2 separate regions of the Mus musculus genome follow, and region 2 is linked to region 1. A link is a contact called in public HiChIP or PLAC-seq data. All regions are on one chromosome and are shown on one strand. Each heading gives the region's core, a stretch centred on a gene start, on an enhancer-like site or on the middle of the called end of the contact. The rest is flanking DNA. Distances are from core to core; before and after follow the strand shown. Region 1 overlaps Sbf2 (SET binding factor 2). Region 2 holds the start of Sbf2 (SET binding factor 2).

What was found. HiChIP or PLAC-seq counts read pairs in DNA pulled down with a chosen protein or histone mark.
Region 2: a contact with region 1 is called in an H3K4me3 HiChIP or PLAC-seq map of bone marrow-derived macrophages, with 5 times the contacts expected there. The contact joins the promoter of Sbf2 here to the enhancer-like site in region 1. A contact is called at or near these places in 14 of 39 promoter capture datasets (3T3-L1-derived adipocytes, the C10 cell line, cranial neural crest and 8 more), 2 of 15 datasets of contacts at CTCF or cohesin (the NIH/3T3 cell line and large pre-B cells), 15 of 115 datasets of contacts at active chromatin or transcription factors (astrocytes, bone marrow-derived macrophages, craniofacial prominence and 10 more) and 2 of 9 other capture datasets (liver and macrophages).

Annotation. Positions count from the first base shown.
Region 1 is chr7:110,317,563-110,321,069 of GRCm38.p6, reverse strand. Sbf2 (SET binding factor 2) reads left to right here. Exons shown (of 41, transcript NM_177324.2): 34 at 271-397. Among named protein-coding and RNA genes, the nearest start is that of Gm32861, 31 kb to the right of the region's middle. Within about 2 kb of position 1,614, at least 20 of the 459 cell types and tissues checked have an H3K27ac peak or open chromatin away from gene starts, as enhancers often do. A contact at or near this core is called in bone marrow-derived macrophages, where this site is marked.
Region 2 is chr7:110,613,265-110,616,771 of GRCm38.p6, reverse strand. It overlaps Sbf2 (SET binding factor 2), which reads left to right and starts at 1,852. Exons shown (of 41, transcript NM_177324.2): 1 at 1,852-2,065. The coding sequence starts at 2,011.

The sequences.
Region 1 (3,507 bases), core at 365-2,864:
CTAAAAGTTTCCGTTGAATGGTGTTACATGTAAATGGAGAACAACAAGGCCTGTCTTGTAATGTTGTAGAAATTATATAAGAAGCCCTAATCTAGTGTCATACATAGTAGGGACTCAAAAACCCTGCCCCTTCTCATCTCTGTAGTGGTGGGGGTTCAGCATTTGCCAGATGATGGCCAGAGGCCTTCTGCATATTTCAGCTAAGCACTCCATGGCGTGTCTTTTACTCTTCTGTTGGATGCTCACTCTTTCTTTGTTTGTATATTTCAGGTTCACAACCAGTATCCAACTGAGTTTGAATTCAATCTCTATTACCTAAAGTTCTTGGCTTTCCATTATGTGTCTAATCGCTTTAAAACATTTCTCCTGGATTCAGACTATGAAAGACTAGAACATGGTATGTATTTATATAGCCCTGTCCTATCCTTTTGTTAGTTGTGCGTGTTTTTAGTGGAAACGTCAATGGTGTAACTGATCCCAAGCAACTGAGTGTAGAGTGGTGGGAGCGCCTGCCCAGTTCCAGGGAGATCTGCTCTCCTACACCAGTTACAGCAAGTACTCGTTCTTGTCCTCCCTTTACAGAGTGAAACATGCTTACTATTAACTCCTAAGCAGTCCCACTGTGTGGGAGACATGTTTAATTCACATATTTCCATTCTTGTCCCTCTGGCAGGAAGGATCTGTCCATGGTGGCAGTTTGGGTAGCAGTGCATGCAAAAGGCTCCAAACCAAACACACACCAAGTAAAAGTCTAGCACCACCACTCACAGGCTTTACTTTGGGAAAGTGAAGGCCCTCACTGAGCCTCGGCCTCCTCATCTGTAAGGTGGGGACAGTGGTAAGGTACAGTAAGGCCACAGGAAGCAGCCGTGAGCAGTATTTGCTGTCATGTAATAAGCACTTGAGGAATTGCAGACAGCACCATCATCATTACAGTTTCTAATAGCTATGTTTGTAAAAAGAAGATTCTGGACGTGTATTAAAGCACTTCCTGGGGGAGGGGGAGTAGGAAAACAGGAATATGCATGGCAGCTTTTGTTAACACATCAGGAAGGAAGGGAGGGAGGGAGGGAGGGAGGGAGGGAGGGAGGGAGGGAGGGAGGGAGGGAGGGAGGGGAAGGGAAAGGAGAAAAAGGAAAGGGAAGGAGAGGGGAGGGGAGAGCAGGGGAGGGGAGGAGAGGAGAGGAAAAGGAAAGGAGGTGAGAGAAAGAAAAAGAAGCAGCAGTCAGCACTTGTTCCAGGTGGCTTGGTCAGAAGAATGCTTGCCTAGTATGTCCAAAGCCCTGTGTGCCCTCATGTACATCATGTAAACCAAACATAGTGCTACGCGCCTGTAATTCTAGAACTCAGGAGATGGGGAATTAAAGTAAAACAAAGTTGGTATTCTCTGTGCACCATATGTAAGTGTTTAGAAAGAGGGCCTTTCATAATTAAAGCTTTACCAGTGATCTCTGTTTAAACACTGAAGTCAAGAAGTACTACTTCAAGGACATGTTGTTAAAATTGTCTATAATATTTCACTTTGGGTAAAGAAAAGAACACTGGCCAGACCATTCATCCTAGGCTTTTGTCACACATTATGTCACAGTCAGAAACAGTCTCTTAAGTAGCATGTGGTGGGGAAGTAGTGAGCAAAGCTGATGACAGCTCTGGATTTGGCCTTCAGCCAGCCTGGGTGTGACAGGCTCAGTCGATGTTTTCACTAAAAGGTATATCATATGCATGTATGGCTGTCAGTGATATACTAAGTCAGAAAATTACCTTCACCCCATGCAGATGTGGCCAGAGACCAAGATGCCTGCTGTGCCAGATGACGTCTCTAGTTACAGAAACACCAGACCCTGGTACAGCTGTTCTCTGACCTGACTAGAGATAGCTGGGCACTGCAGCAGCGCCTCCAGCCAGCTGAGTCAGAACATGAGGGCAGCCAGAGCCTCTTAAAGCTTCTGAGTGGTTCCACCATGTTAACAAGGCCGAGTGCTCCTCTGACCCAGTAGAGATAGCATCAGAACTAAGATACCATGTGAGAGAGTGTCCGAGCAGCTTCGCCCCTCAGCAATGGCAGCTGGCCTGGAAGCTGGCCAGGGCCCTGCTCTGTCTGTGACCTAAAAAAGATGAAAGGGAAGGCAGAAGGAATGGGATTAAGAAAATGTTGTACCAAACATGTTGACAGGTTGTGTGATTATTTAAAAGTGAAATTATTTTCAAGCCCAGAGATGGTGGCAACACATCTTTAATATCAGCACTCAGGAGGCAGAGGCAGGCAGATCTCAGTGAAATTTCCAGACCAGGCTTGTCTACAAAGTGAGTTCTAGAACAGCCAACACTATACACAGAGAAACCCTGTCTCAGAGGAAAAAAGGAAGGAAGGAAAGAAGGAAGAATGAATGATTTTCATCCTGTGTCTCACATGTTTTTTTATAAACTGCCTAACCTATTTAGAATCCTAGAATGTCATTACCAATGGGTTCTCTTCCTATCCAAACTGGCTTATAAGCCAGGCCAGTCTTGGTTGCCTAGTTGGAGTCTGTCCTTGCTTAGTAGACATACCAGTCATGCAGCCTACTCAGTCAAACTAATACTAGTTACCAACAGCTGTGAGAACCTTCCTCCTCTACCCGCCACGGTCAACAAGTGGAGCCTTGGACTCTCAGGCACCATGGTGGACTTCATCAGCCCTAGCTCAGGGTTTCATCACAAAAGCCTCATCACCGTGTCCACTGTCTTGAAAGAATAGTGTATTACTGCTTTGGAATTGGACCTTGATAGGACTTGATAATAGTGTCTGGTGCTGCAAACATTTTTTAATGTGTTCCCTACATTTGTATATTACCCTGAGACAGTCATCTGGATACTGTAAAACAAAAAGAGTCCATTGTCTATGGTTCCAGTCACCAGGTAGCACCAAAATGGAAGAGGAGAGGAGTGTGTCCTGAGAAACAGAGGCTACCTCTTGCTCCTTCTGTCTTTCTCCTGTCTAGAACCTATCTCACAGCCTCCAGGGTGCCTCCTCCCCTAGTGAAACCGTGAGATGCCTTTAACAGTTCAACTTTAAATCTTAAATGACTTACCTTGAGGCTCATCCCCAGAGAGTCTGATACAATTGCTCTGAAGCAAGACGTGGGTGTTGAGAATTTTGTAAATCTTGGCTTTTCTAATGTGGTCAAGGTTGAGAACTGCTGAGCAGGACTCTGCAGTTAAGAGGTAAGGGGAGAAGAACAGAGCAGAAGCAGACAGGCATCAGTCTTGGGGCCCACAGTTACAGGGAGTTGGCATAGCCTAGGGCCTGAGGCAGTCTCTTGTGGTAAAAAGTTACCTTCTCACAGTATCCTTTCCTGCATACAAAATAGCACTGCCTCTCCAGGAATTCTTGCCTCACCCTGGCCTATGTATGTCCTTCCCTCCCCATTAAAATAAAGAACACTCAGCCAGGCTTGGCAGCACACGCCCACTGTAACACACACACACACACACCCCGCACTCAGGAGCAGAGGCAAGCCATCTCAT
Region 2 (3,507 bases), core at 603-3,102, 300 kb before region 1:
ATGCTTGGATGTTTGTGTGCCACATGCATGCCTGCTGCTGGAGGAAGCCAGAAGGTATTGGATCCTGTGCAAATGGAGTCACACATGGTTGTGAACTGTCCCTGTGGCTGCTGGGAATCAATTCCAGTCCCCTGGAAGGGCAGGCAGCACAGGTCTCTCAACTGCTGAATCATCTTCCCAGACCTTATCCCAAATTAAAAAAAAAAAAAGTAAAATTGAGGGAACAAATCCCCACAATAATAATTTATATGGAATCCATCCCCTACCAGCTGTAATCAAGGCAGTTCCAGGAGGACAACGCCGCCGACAGAATAGGGAAGGACTTTCTACCATGGCTGTTAAGCACTGGAATGGCAGTCTGTAGAGGAAGTGAGATTACTCTTTACTGAAAAAGTGGAGGAAGAGCTCCCAGGGAAGTTACCTGGAAATTTTCTCTATGAGGTGTGGCAGGTTGTTTTGTTTGCTTTCATTATTTTGAAAACTAACCTAGTTTTCATCACTGCAGGTATGCTGATTCCGTCTGACTAGAAGCTGATTACAAAGGAGGTCCCGAGGTAAAGTACCCCTTCCCTTTCAATTCTTCTAGCATAGCCCAACCCTCTCAGACCTGCTGAAAGGTCTGGCCTTTTGCTGTCGATATAGTTTAACGGTAGCAGGCTTGCCCAGCATGTAGGAGGCCCTAAGTTCAATTTCCAACGCGGAAGCGGGAAAGGGGAACGCTGGCCCAGAAGAGAGAATTAGTCAGAGCAGCTGAGACTATGACCCTTTGGACTCTGAGTTCACAGCTCCAGGCACTAGCTTTCTGCTGGTCTTTGGCAGAGGGCGTGTGTTGCACTAGGCACGTTAGAACCTACTACGTACAATCTATAGAAGGATCAAACCCTCAGTGAACGATGGCTTCACGATCACTTCTAAACCATAGGTTCTGAAAACTTCATAGTTCAAATACATACACTACTACTAAAATTTCATGATCATTAAGAAGTAACAAAGTTAAAAAAAAAAAGTGACAAATCCAAGTGTGCCAGCCAAATTAGAAAACATCGGTAGGAGATATTTCTTAAAAACGCAATCGACTTGAATGCTCTCTAGGCTCTCAAAGTGCCCTATGAATTCTGTGGAGTGTTTGCAGTAGAGCAACTTGAAGTTAACACCTGCTTCAGCCTGAAAAGTCCTGAGACAGTGAAAAAGGCAGTGAAAGTCAGGCGGGCGGGGCTCCCCGGGGAGAGACCGGCCCATTTTAGGAGGATCCCGGGGATGCCCCTGTTCCTAGGTGGAATAACTCCCTGGGGCACTCAGAGGAAAGCCCAAGCTGACCGCCCCCAGCCCAGGCAGCCCCGAAACCAGAGGCGCCTCTGAAGATTGCGCAAGTCTTTTCCTCCCCCGCCTGCTTGGTGGCATGTTTCTAAAATTCCCATCTGCACAACATAAACAGGAAACGTGCAGCAAAAAGCCTTGGCGGTGCAAATTCCAAGCTTCCAGCCGAGGGCGGGAGAATTTCATCCGTGCTGCCGGTGGCAGCAAGCGGCACCAAAGAACAAACTTTCCAAGTGACCCCGCACCCCTCCATCCCCTTTTCCCCCCGACTGCAAAAGGGAGATGGCGGAAGGAAGGACCCCTGCTCCAGGAAAATAAAGAACCGGGCGGGGGTGGGGGGCGTTGAGGCAGCAGCTGGGCCTCTAAGCGCCCGGCCTCGGTGGCGGCGCGAGGCCAGGCCGCGCCGGGCCGCCCACCTCGCGAGCCGCGTGTCCGAGCGGCCTCCGGGCGCCGCGTGGGTTCGCGGACGCCGGGCACTGGGTCGTCGAGCCCTTTCGGGTGGGGCGGGGGAGGGGCGGGCGCGAGGCGCGGCGCAGGCGCAGTGAGCGCCTCGGTTGTCAAACATGGCTGAAGCGCCGCTGCTACCGCTACAGCCGCCGAAGGGAAAATGCTGAGCTCGCCCGGGCCGGGTGGGCGGCGGCGGCGGCGAGGGCGGCGACGGGAACCCGCTTCCCGGGCGCGGCGGCGGCGGTCATGGCCCGGCTGGCCGACTACTTCATTGTGGTAGGCTACGACCACGAGAAGCCAGGTAAGGGTGTGGGGCGGGCGCCGCCCCCGGGCTTCGCCTCCGCCCCCGGCAGCCGTCCAGTGGGCTCGGCGGGGCCGGGCGTCGCGGCTGGGAGGCGGGGAGGCGGGCGGGCCGGGTCCCGCGGTGGAGGAGCTGCGGGTCGACTGGTGTCGGCCTTCGCGGCGGGGCCGAGCCTGGCTGCGGTGGGCGTGTGTGAGGGAACCGTCGGACGGCGGTAGCGGGGCTAGGCCGCGGCGGTGCGGCCGGGGACTGGCGGGCCGGACCGGTGGCGAGCCTGCCCGCGCGCCGCCACGCGCTTCTGCGGAGGCGGCTGGCACCCGGGACCGCGCCCTCGTGCCTGTGGAGTTGGGAGGGCGGGAGCACACTGTACGAGGCTCCTAGGGATACACTGTGTCCTGCATCCTGAATAGGAGTGACGCTGGGGGCAGTCCTCCCGGAAAGGAAGTGCCGAGAGTCCTGCGCTGCCTCCCGCCGGCCCGGGGTGTGTGTGGGGGGAGGGGGAGGCTGGACATCCCGGCCGAACGCCGGGTACTTGGATAGGTCAAAGGATCCGAGCACTTTGAAACATTTCTAGGAAAATTGTTTCAGGACGTATGTGTCGGCATTCCAGAATGAAAGGACTCTGCTAAGCAAAGAGAGCCGGCCGACCACTGCAGGTGCTCTCTCTCACTTAGCTCTCACGTGTTTTGATTGTTCTCTGGTTTTTCTCGGCCGAGAATTTTTCACAAGGAACAGTTTGGCAGATAGGTTGCTTTTTACACTTCGGTGGACTAGCACAACCAGAAGTATACAGGGCTCATGCACGTTCATTTTCGTAATTGTATCTCTTTGTGTTGCTGTTTATAGATAAGCGGGATGTGCTAACAAGGTTATTGTAGAGCAGGGGAAGCTACAGTCTCGCAGTTGCAAGGGATTTTAGATACCAGCGCTCCACCCCCTTCCATGTCCCCGAGGTGCTTAGGTTGTGCTTTGCTGATGTTAGTCGTTGCACCAGCATACCATTGTTCTGCCCACCTCTTTTTATTATTTATCCCTAAGGATTTATTTCAGAGATGGGAGCCTTCACATTCTTTTCTCACCACTACCTAATTGAGGTCAATTAGGAGAAGCAGGCTCTTGCTGGGCAAGCCTGGAGACCTGAGCCATGAAAAGGTGCCAGGCAAGAACTGATTGCCCACAGTTGTCCTCTGACCTTCCTGGGTGTGCCCTGGCATGCATGCCCACTCCCACCATGAAGACACACAATAAATAAAAGGAGAAGACGTCGGGCTGTATTTGGAGAATCTTCTGGCTGCTCCAAAATGCCCTGTCCTTTCTTAGAAAATTTTGAGTCTCTTACCAAGGTGACATAGTCTGTCAGTCTGGTAAGATTGCCAGTGTGCAGAATCAGTTTTGTTTTTCACCTTGTTCCATTTTTAGTTACATTGTTCTTCACCCACAAC